Linked DNA regions of Hordeum vulgare: region 2 is linked to region 1. Evidence: chromatin contacts called from public Hi-C data. All regions are on one chromosome and are shown on one strand. The core of a region is the stretch at or near the end of the contact, and the rest is flanking DNA. Distances in the headings are between cores, read along the strand shown.

The links. Hi-C and Micro-C count contacts between places; a contact is called where the count stands out from the background.
Region 2: a contact with region 1 is called in a Hi-C map of leaf, with 3 times the contacts expected there. The contact joins the promoter of LOC123428466 here to the promoter of LOC123428462 in region 1. A contact is called at or near these places in 2 of 6 Hi-C or Micro-C datasets (leaf and seedling).

Annotation. Positions count from the first base shown.
Region 1 is chr2H:654,458,906-654,464,424 of MorexV3_pseudomolecules_assembly, forward strand. LOC123428462 (nudix hydrolase 26, chloroplastic-like) reads left to right here and starts at 3,449. Exons shown (of 6, transcript XM_045112673.1): 1 at 3,449-3,701; 2 at 3,790-3,840; 3 at 3,988-4,080; 4 at 4,289-4,383. The coding sequence starts at 3,486.
Region 2 is chr2H:654,756,316-654,761,834 of MorexV3_pseudomolecules_assembly, forward strand. LOC123428466 (exocyst complex component EXO70A1-like) reads left to right here and starts at 2,432. Exons shown (of 13, transcript XM_045112678.1): 1 at 2,432-2,647; 2 at 2,752-2,847; 3 at 3,881-4,086; 4 at 4,183-4,383; 5 at 4,486-4,624; 6 at 4,707-4,919. The coding sequence starts at 2,492.

The DNA of each region.
Region 1 (5,519 bases), core at 2,199-4,698:
TTCTGCAACAAAATCGTCGTTGCGGGAATTAATGAGTAGGGGAGAGGACAAACAAGGCGTGGCAGGAAATTGATCGGATGACTGCCCACGGTAGATCCAACGGCCATCGAGGTGGTGGACGTATAGTACACGTCCGTCAGTGGACGCATAGCAGTTCCCGAGCCCGCCCGCCCGCCCAATCATCCGGCGCCACCGTGCACCAGCGCGTCGCTGGACAGAGCCTGCCCGCCCGCCCAATCATCCGGCACCACCGTGCACCAGCGCGTCGCTGGCCAGAGCCCGCCCGCCCGCCTTACCCTCGCCGGATTCCGCACCCCTCGTCGTCCGTCCGGTGTGGCGCCCGCTCGTCGACGAGAAACGAGACTTCGCACCCATTGCATGTATGTCCGGCGTCGTCCCGCCCGTCCCCTGTGGCCAGCCGCCTCGCCTCGTGCAGCTCCGCCGTCATTGTCGAGTGCAGCTATGTCGTCATCTTCCCTCCGACACGGCCACTAAACAACAACAAGGAACGGTCGGCCGTCGACAATGACGACACGCGACACGACCCCCTTGGCACGGGCGGCGAGCACCTTTTGCTCCGGTGAGCTCGGCGTCGTTCCGATTTGGATTGAGTACGGTTGTTGGGCACGATGTTGTGTGTGAAGAAATTATTTTTTTATTAGCTGATGATGTGTGCATAGTGTATCGTTCACCACTCTCTGTTGTGCGTGAAGCAAATTTATTAAAATAAGAAGAAATCTTTGTCGTCTGTGGTTTAATCCTCCTAACGGCAAAGAGCACATTTGGACTGATGACAAAGATCATGTTTTTTGCCATCTCTTATTGGTCTAGCTCACGACAAAGTTGTAGTTTGGCTGACGGCAAAGTTTTCTTTGTCCGTTCATAGTATGACATCAAGCTTTGTCGTCTGTTGGTTGACGGCAAAATCTTTATCGTCTATATACAAGTCTTTATCGTCTGTTAGCGCCTCACCGTAAACATCTTGATTCCCGTAGTGCATGGATCAACGTAGGTGACCGTGGACATGGCGTCATGTGAGCTCGCCTGGCCACAGGTTTGTGGCAAGCTTGTCGGCGGCCGTCGACAGTCTTGGAGTCATGTCTCTCCCAGTCCACTCGGTATTGGCAGGGGACGTATGTGTAGATGTCGCCTATGATGAAGGCGTCTATCCAAACTTGGGGACTGATGCCGGGCTAGGGTTAATGGACTGGTTTCGCTCATCTTACCATGGTTGTGTGCGGCGTGAGGTGCGCGACCAACGGTATCTCGCGACGGTGATGCCGGGGCGGTGGCCTCGGATGGCGGTTTGCATGCTTGCTCTCCGGCGGGCAGCATCTCGATGATGGTGGCTTCCTTCCCGGATTGTGTGGGCAACGGTATGTAAGGTGGCGGGTAGCGCGGACGTGCTCTCTCTTCCAGAGAGGTGGCGTCCTCATCCGGATATGGGGATCTTACATCATGGTGCTCCTCTTGGCAGCCTCGTATTGGCATGGGTGAGTTGCCTCGCGAAAGCTCCGTGCATTGGCGCCAGCGGTGCCGTGCTCTTCTTGAAGATGTGATTGTGGTTCTTCTTTGTGTCTCAAGGCTTCAGGTGAAGACCTTTGTTCGGTGAACTCGGCGATGATGGCGCTCTGCATCGTTTTCCCTCTTGAGGGTGTTGTCGATACGTGGTACGTCTTGTACCCAACCCCACGCCCCTCCCCGCGCGCGTGCAATCGAAGGACAGCAAAATAAAAAAGCAATCAAGACTTCCCATATACAAAAACTAATCAATCATGCTCAATTACCCTTTACTTCCATCGAGAGATAAATACAAATCAGCAATCTAAATTTTTCATATGCAAAACCAGCAATCAAGGCTTCACATATGCAAAATCAATCAGGCATGCTCAACCACACTTTCCTTCTAACAATGGATAACACAAATCAACAATCTGAAATTTTCATATACAAAACCAGCAAAAAAAAACAGTCAAGATTTCCCATACACAAAAGCAGCAAAATAAAACCACAATCAAGGCTTCTCATATACAAAAGCAATCAGCCATGGTTGACCACTCTTATACTCCGTTTGTTCTAGCTCCCTTTCTATGATCGATGTGTCATCTTCACCGATTTTTTTTTTCTATTCCTTCCAGATACATAAGGGTGATCAATTTTGCTTATGTTGTGATTGTGGTACATATTTCTTTCCGTTTGTCACATATCTCATCTGCCTTGGTCCCCTGGAATATGTTGATGTTTATTTTTCAAAATTTCGTCTATCTATGAACTTCGCATGGTTTCTCGCAAAATAAAATAATAACATAGACTCATATGGCGCGAGTTAGTTTGCTCGAGAGGGTTCACTCATAGTTTACTCTCCCTAATAATAAAGCGTCGTTCGCTTCTGTCGTCCGTCGTGTCACTTTTATAAAAATGCCCCTGACGTTTCCTGAAATTAACCCGCAGTCTAGATTTAAGTCAGAAAATGAATCTTTTTTTTTGCATTTTCCAGAAAACCCCCTGATGTTTCAGGTAATCAACCTGCAGTCCGGATTTAAGTCAGAAAACTAATCTTTTTTTTGTCTTTTTAAGAAAACCCCCTGATGTTTCAGGTAATCAACCCGCAGTTCGGATTTAAGTCAGTCGAAACTTTTTTTCGTTTTAACAAAAAAAAACTGACTTTTCAGTTAATCAATCCACATTTTATCTAAAACAAAATTATCCATATCTTTTAAACCGTATCTTCGATTTTAACATGTTATATATGAAATTTGATTAGAAAAATGTGTAGAATCTAAATAGGATGTTATTTTTAGCTGTTGAATACTTCTTAAATATATTTTTTGGTGCAAACTTAATCTGTAGTGCACGGTCCTTTTTTTCTATTTCCGATGACGATACGAATTGCAATAAACATCCACTAAATTAAAACCAAATTGAGAGAAAAGAAAACATCGTTAACCACACATGCACATCTTTGAAAAACCTCGTGGGGAGAAACAACATATTTCTCATCTTATTCCGAGTGACTGTACATTCAAACGCGTTTTCTCTGTGTGAGCACTAAGGTCATCGTTGGCAACACAAATGTGATGCCATGTGAAAATATATTACGTTCAGAGCGTGTGTTATTTTCTGTTTCGTTGCAACGCACGGACTATTTTGATAGTACAATATAATAGACATTGGCTTAAAAGTATTGCCAGTGCTACAAACATAGCAACTGACGAAAGAGGAACATAGTTGTACCTTGTTGCCGACTGAGTATAAACAAAAGCAATGAATTGGCCGGTTTTCTCCGAGATTTTTGTTAAGGCCTAAGGAAAAAAAAGGTTATCTCTATTGAGCCCACGGCCCTGAGCGTAGTAATACAGGCAATCCCATTTTGGGCCTGGCATGTGCGAAAGCAGGCCGGCGCGCCACCCAATCCGCTGGCCGCCGTCCGTCCCACCACTCTCGTTGTCTCCCCAATCGATTGGGTTGGGTTTGCGGGTGGACCGATGACGGTGGCCGCCGCACGCTGCCTCATTCTCACCCCCACCATCTCCTCCTCCGCCGCCGCCGCCGCCGCCGTCCTCCGGCTCCCCCGGATCGCCCGCCGCCGCCCGCTCTCCTGCTCGGCCTCGCCGCTCGCCGTGTTCGCCTCCATGGACTCGCCGCCCGAGGGCTACCGCACCAACGTCGGCATCTGCCTCGCCGACCCCTCCCTCACCAAGGCACCCCACCCCTCCCCTCCCCCCTCGCCGTCCCCGTTGACGCTCTCCATGCCCCACTCTCTCGCTGATCGCTTCTCTCCTCCCGCAGATCTTCTCCGCGTCCAGGATCGACATCCCCACCGCGTGGCAGATGCCTCAGGTACTAGTACTAAAACAACAGTCTGACGGCCAGTGAAACTCGTCGTTCGTCAGCCTAATTATCGATTACTACTATCGTTGGTGCTGCATCCTGGTACGCGTGATACCGGACCGTTGTTGATTTTCCTAGTGTTCTGTGTCGCCACAGGGTGGGATAGACCCAGGGGAAGAGCCGCGAGCAGCTGCCATCAGGGAATTGAGGGAAGAAACCGGTGTTAGATCCGCCGAGATTGTCGCCGAGGTCAGTCGGCACTCGGCAGTCCATCACTTTCTTCACATGTTGTTATAATCATGATTTACTTTCAAGCATAGCTGGAATGAATTGGTCAATTTCAACTGTCTTAAGTAGTGGTAAATCTCTAGTGTCTCTCCACCCAATATGCAGCTAGATGAATTTGTTTTCGTAACAAAAAGGTTTCTTGCTGATCGCTTCGCGTGTGTCCGTGTAGGCCCCCAATTGGTTGACATATGATTTCCCCGCGGATGTCAAAGACAAGCTGAATGCTAGGTGGGGAACAAACTGGAAGGGCCAGGCTCAGAAGTGGTAAGCCTGCTGTGTTGCTTGTGCTAAGAATGATGCCTAGTAAGCACAGTTTATTGCTGGCTTTTATCTGTTTCAAGGATAGTCCTACAAGAATCATTTTAATGCACAGGCATACCAATTGACACTTAACAGACAGAATACTGCAACCCCAAGATATAGCTGCATAGCCATAGCAGTTGCACAACTCTCTCTGCCCAACAACCACACTATTATTCATGACATGTACTCCCTCCGTTGCTAAATATAAGTCCTTTTAGGGATTTCACTATGGACTACATACGGATGTATATAGACATACTCTAAAGTGTAGATTCATTCATTTTGCTTCTTATGTTGTCTCTAGTGAAATCTCTAAAAAGACTTATATTTAGGAACGGAGGGAGTAGGATGTAGCTATTCTCCAAGTAAATCTGATGTCAGTCAAGTTGTTAGCAAAACCCATTTGAAAGTACGTCGTACCATAAGTGTCCATGATGATATGACAGCATGCCTTATTATATATATCCATACTGACATCAGAACATGCTTCATTATCCATTAAACTTTATGCATTATAAGCTTACAGCTACCATGGAAGATTGTATATGCCATAGTTGTATGTAACATAGATGTTACAGATCCATCTCAACTTTTTGTATTGTTAGAAGTCGGAGTTCAACACCTTATACCTAGCATGTGCTCCTTTACATTTCAACCTGTTATTGCTAACAACTCATTTCACTGGATGCACTTGTATGCATGTGCGGAGTATGCTGTGCACACTTGTCTTGCACGGTATGCATGTGCACATACATGACTCCAGCTGTAGTACATTGGAAATAAATTATATGAGATGCATAGACAAAAATTCAATACAAACCTCCTTATGAAGGAATGGGCAGGAAAGTCTGATGAGACATTAAACTGTGAGATGAGCATATTGAATCTATCCAACCACTCACATGCACCCATGGTCACGCTTGTACTGATCTGAAGTTTTCATAATGCATCCGGTTGTATGAAGCTTCCTAATGAATTGGAATCCAAACATTTAGTTCCCCGTAGCCTGTAACGGTTAGTCAACTTTGGTGTTCAGGGGAACTGTTGAATCCCTGGTGCTCAATTGTTTAGGTAACGAAAGTCAAAGTGCAGAACTT
Region 2 (5,519 bases), core at 1,182-3,681, 300 kb after region 1:
TGGCCCGGCCCGACCGTCGGGCCTAATCTTTGAGCCCAGCCCGAGCCCAAATAAACCTGGCCCGGCCCGATGTAGGCGTAAAACCGGGTATCCACGGGCCCGAGTCCGGCCCGGCCCGACCGTCGGGCTTCATTATCAGGCCCGAGCCTGGCCCGTGGGCAAGGTCGGATTGGATCGGGTCAGGCTTTTCTGGGCCGAGACTACCGGACCGGGCTGCCCATGGCCAGATATACACTCAACATATAGCACTGCTGGCTAATCACCTCGGAAACATTAGCGCAATAGGATTTAGCGAACACGCATATATTTCAAACTTTTCGTTTTTAGAGTTGACCGCTGTGGCAAGTGGTTGGTCCATTTGTTTCGGCGGAAGCGTTAGTACAATAAAAGCTAGGGAATAATAATGGTCGTTGAATTGGAGTATGTTCTAAATTTTTAATTTTAAAACCTTTATTTTCACATTGTGATGATTTACTGTATCGCTAGTGAATCGTTGTATGATTAGCTACTGCGAAAAGTACGTGCCATTCAGTGATGGTTTTCTGGGTGATAATTGTTATTCAAACACCCAACAGGTAGCACGGCTGGCTAATCTCATATATGTGATAGTTGTGACACACGAACCGGTGGCACTATGCTCATACCGAATGCACAACCACAAAAATATTAGCGCAGTAGGATTTAGCGAATAATTATAAACATTGAGTAGTAAGATATTTTACATTCTCCTTTTAAGGAGTAAATTATATCCCGATTTCCAATGTACTATGTGATGAATGAATATTTTCAATAGAACTGATGTATCATTGTACTGCTAGTTACCACCGGAAGCAAAGGATCGTCTATGAACGGGTTTTGGATGATTATTATAGTTGAAACACTTGGTCAGTGTCACGATGACCTATCACATGCGTGCGAAAACTATGGTTGGCAAACCGATATCGCCGAGCGCGTCACCAGCGTATTTGTGAAAAAAAATAGTACAACAAAATCTACTCCCTCTTTACCTAAATAATTGTAATTGGAGAGAATTAGACTAGTTGTCTCCAAATATAATTATTTAGGTACAGAGGGAGTAGTGAATAATGGTGGTCAATGAATATGAAGATATATGTTATAAGTTCTCAAATTCATGGATCAATTTAAATCCATGGTTAAATTTAGCACAATAAAATCTAGCGAATAATGGTGGTCAATGAATATGAATATATATGTTCTAAGTTCTCAATTTCATGGATTAATTTAAATCCATTGTTAAACTTTTCACAGTATGAAATAATGATTTCTTGTAGAGCTAGTGGGTCGGTGTAAGGGCCATCCAGTGATGGTTTCTAGGTGATAATTATAATTAAAACATCCAGCGGATAGCACTGCTGGCTAATCTCATGTACGTGAAAGCCGTGATACGCAACCATGACACCAAGCGTGTTGCCCGCGCACAACCACACAAATATTAGTGTAATATGATTTAGTAAATATTGAATAGGTATATGTTTTACATTCACCTTTTAAGGATTAAATTAAATCCCCATTTCCAATTGTATTATGTGATGAATGAATATTTTCTTAAAGCTAGTGGATCATTGTGCCGCTAGTTATCACCGGAAGTAAGGATCTTCCTTGGCGGTTTCTGGACAATAATCATAATTGAAACGCTCAACCAGTAGCACCATTGGGCAATAATCACACACACATGAAAGTTGTGGTAGGCAAACAAATGGCACTAGAAGTGTCGTCTTCTAGAAGTCGAGGAAACGTTAGCACAGAAAAATCTAGAAAATAATGGTGGGCAATGAATTCGAATATACTCCCTCCGTTCTTAAATATAAGACATTTTAGAGATTGTACTATAAACTACATATGAATGTACATAGACATATTTTAGAGTATAGATTCACTCATTTTGCTCCGTATGTAGTCTCCTAGTGAAATCCCTAAAAGGTCTTATATTTTGGAACGGAGAGAGTATGTTGTAAATCCTTTACTAATATTAATTTTAACACTAGAAGCATAATTTTTTTATTATTATTAATTGCCATATGATGAGTGAAGATTTTCTACCATGAGTGTATTTTTCTTCTTCATTTTGTGAAGACGGTGACTTAACACTGGAAGCAAGGATCAACCAGGAATATCTTTGTAAAGTCTCAAAAATAGATAGTTAGTTAGTACTCCCTCTAACCCATAGTTAGCACTCCCTGTTTCTCTAGAGTATTTATTTTCATTCATTCGGTCATGATTTTTCCTTTTAACCTTAGGAGATAAGAAAAGGAATTTGTCAAAGGAAAACAAATTAAATATACTCCTAAGAAGAAAGAAATGAAGCGCGTAGCTGCACGCGCGAGAGAAACAGCTTGAGTTGCGCGTGAGTGTCGATTGTACTAAAAAATATAGTAATAAATACCCCCTCCGGTTAAATATCTTGTACGAATAACCACAGGCTTGTTTTGCTTCTTCGACTTCGACGGAGCGTGCTACGAGTGCGACGGCGATGGTGGCGGCGGAGGCGGCGCTGCTGCGCGAGAAGGCGAGCTTGCTGCGCAACTCGATGTGCAGGAGCGAGGCTGTGCGCGACGGCTCGGCCGCCGCGGTCGCCTCCATCGGCCGCCGCATGGCCGCCGTCGACGAGGCCGTGCGCCCCGCCCAGGTTCCGAATTACTTATAGCCAGCCGATGATCCCCTCCACTCTCGTCTCGTCGCACACGCCGCTCCGTCCATCACCTGGCTCGCCGTTGTCTTTGTGGTCTGCAGGCGAGGACGTGGAGCGCGCACAGGGCCCACGACAACGTCGCCAGGAGCCTCCGCGCCGTGGAGGCCGTCGTGCGGCACCTCGACGGCGTGCGCGAGGTACGTTCGATGGGTTCTTCTGCCTTGCTTTCGATCGGTTTGCTCGTCGCCGGCCGTCGTCCTGCGCCGCCGTCGCCGGCGGCGATGGCGATTTCGTCGTGGTGTCTGCTTCTAGACCGGGAGCATGGGTCGACTAGTCGTGGGGTCCAACAGAGTCGTCCGCCCGCGTTGATCCATTCCACGGGCACGGACGCGCTATTTCCGACGCCAATCACCTGGCCTGGGCCGGCCCAGTACCAGTGTTTCTCGGCGCGAGGCCCAGATATGTGTCGGGCCGTCCCAGCGCGTCGTGCTGGGCCAAATGCGTGATCTGTTTCCCGTCGTCTCTCCCCACACCGGGCTCCGGCCCGGCCCCCATTCCCCAGATGGGTCGGAGCCGCCCCCTACTCCGGCGGGGCGGCGACGTGCGGGACGCGAGGGGTCCGGTGGCAGCGCAACTCGCGCCGCCGCCCGACCTGCGCCGTTTGGCGGGAGTGCGCCCCGGCGTGGCACCGAATCCGTGCGTCGTATCCTGCTTCTCTAGGTTCGCGTCTCTCCGCGCCTCCCGCCGGCCGGCGTAATGGTGCTGCCTAGCGATTTTGCTCGCGGTTTCGAGTGCGGCGGCGTGCCCCTCATATCTCGAGCCGTCAGTGGGCTCTAACTCTAGAGTATGTGTTGGAAACTGCTGCAATGCGAGCGTGCACTGTGCCGAAATGGGGGGATGCAGTGCCAGGGTTAACTGACAACTGCCCATTCCTGCAGAAGAGCAGAAATTCGACAGCTCGCGGTCGGCGCGTCCTTGTATTCAACCCTGTGCTAGGATCTAGTCTTAGACTTAGACTTAGTTTGGTTTGGTTATGGTGGACGATTTCCACTGATGCTGCTCGTTTTGTATGCGTGGTCTAACATACTGTATTAGCTGAGCAGAACTGGCCCTTTTATTCTAGAGAAACAGGGGTCACTTTCCCCATGGGCCTTTTTATTGAATGAGAGTATATTGTCATTGTCATGTTGCCAGATCATGCTAATGTTCCACTGAACTTCATTTGTACAGGCAGAGGCGGTGATACTGGAAAGTCCGAGCAAGAGTGTTACTGCATATCTCGAGGCGGTTGATAAGTTAAAAAGCGCCGAGGATTTCTTCACTTCCAAAAGAATCGGTAAAGCCGGTGACGACGCGCTCAAACGTGTTGATGAATTGCTTCACAAGGCAGCAGCCGAGTTGGAGAATGAATTCAGTAGGGTGCTATCAGAATGCAGGTTCAGTTTGTCCATTTGCTTAGGCACATACTTCTCACTTGTGCATACATGATCACACAGGGAACTAACCATTGTATTCTGGATGATTGGCTATAGCAAACCGGTAGAGCTTGAGCATCTTCTCAGCTGTCTTCCAAGCCGTTCATCAGCGAAAGATTCTGCTGAAAGCCAGCCAAATCCGGGTGCGGTGCGCTCTCTTCCTACGCTCGTTGATCCGCGCTACGTGCCTCGACTCTCAAAGTTAGCTCAGAAATCAGTCGAACTTGGTTGCCATCAACAGTTTGTGAAAATATACAGGTGCAAGCTTCTCCAAGTTTCAAATTGCCTGGCATACTTGCAGTGCAGTGTTACCATATATCGTGATTTGCGTGCCCATGATATTTTCCTTCACTCTTCCAGAGATATTCGGAGTTCAACTTTGGAACTGACCCTTAAGCAATTGGGAGTTGAATATGTTCAGGCAGAAGAAGTACAGGCTGCGCAGGCTGAGAGCCTGAATGCTAAAATTGCTCATTGGATCCAATGTTTGCAGATTGCGGTAAGGCTCTTGAATTTTGACCACATAAGGCTTGCACTGTAAAATGATGTTTGTCAATAATAGCTGACTGTTTGTTGAACAGGTAAAGTTGCTTTTTCCTAGTGAACGTGCACTGTGTGATCAAATTTTTCAAGGGAAGCATGCATGGAAAGACCATTGCTTTGCTGCAGCAACATCCAAAACCCTCTTGAATCTACTCAGTTTTGGACAAGCTATTACTGAATCCAAGACATCACCAGACAAAGTATTTTTGCTGCTAGATATGTTTGACGCAACATTGAAACTTCAATCTGAGGTGAATTTTCAGTTACTGGTACTTCATTTGTCTATTGTCGCGAATGCTGTGAATGACACTATTTGTACTTAGACTAACGCTGTTCCCTAACAGAATGCTTGTGTTGTGCATCTATTTCCAGATTCTCTGTGTTGCTTATTACATGCACTGCATACGATGTATGTAGATTATTGACAATAATTGAGAATGCCCATCTGGACCACACACCCTTTATTTCTCTGACAATATTGAAGTTAGACCTTTAGAAAGAAAACATAGGCTCTTATACACACCAACAACCTGTGCTAATTACAAGAAATTTACCGTCTTCAAGCCAATCCATATATGATGAACTGGGTGTAGAAAATATTCTGAAAGATAGTCATATAGGTTTAGGTTGAGAACTGACATAAATTTGAAATATAGGATTGTAGGTGCCATCTAAAGGTGCAAATACCATGATTCATATATGCATGCCCTTGTTTCTTCAGTTAAATGGTGTATACTCTCTCCATTCCTAAATATAAGACCTTTTAGAGATTCCACTATGGACTACATACGGATGTATGTAGTCATATTTTAGAGTATAGATTGACTCATTTTTCTCCGTATTTTGTCTAT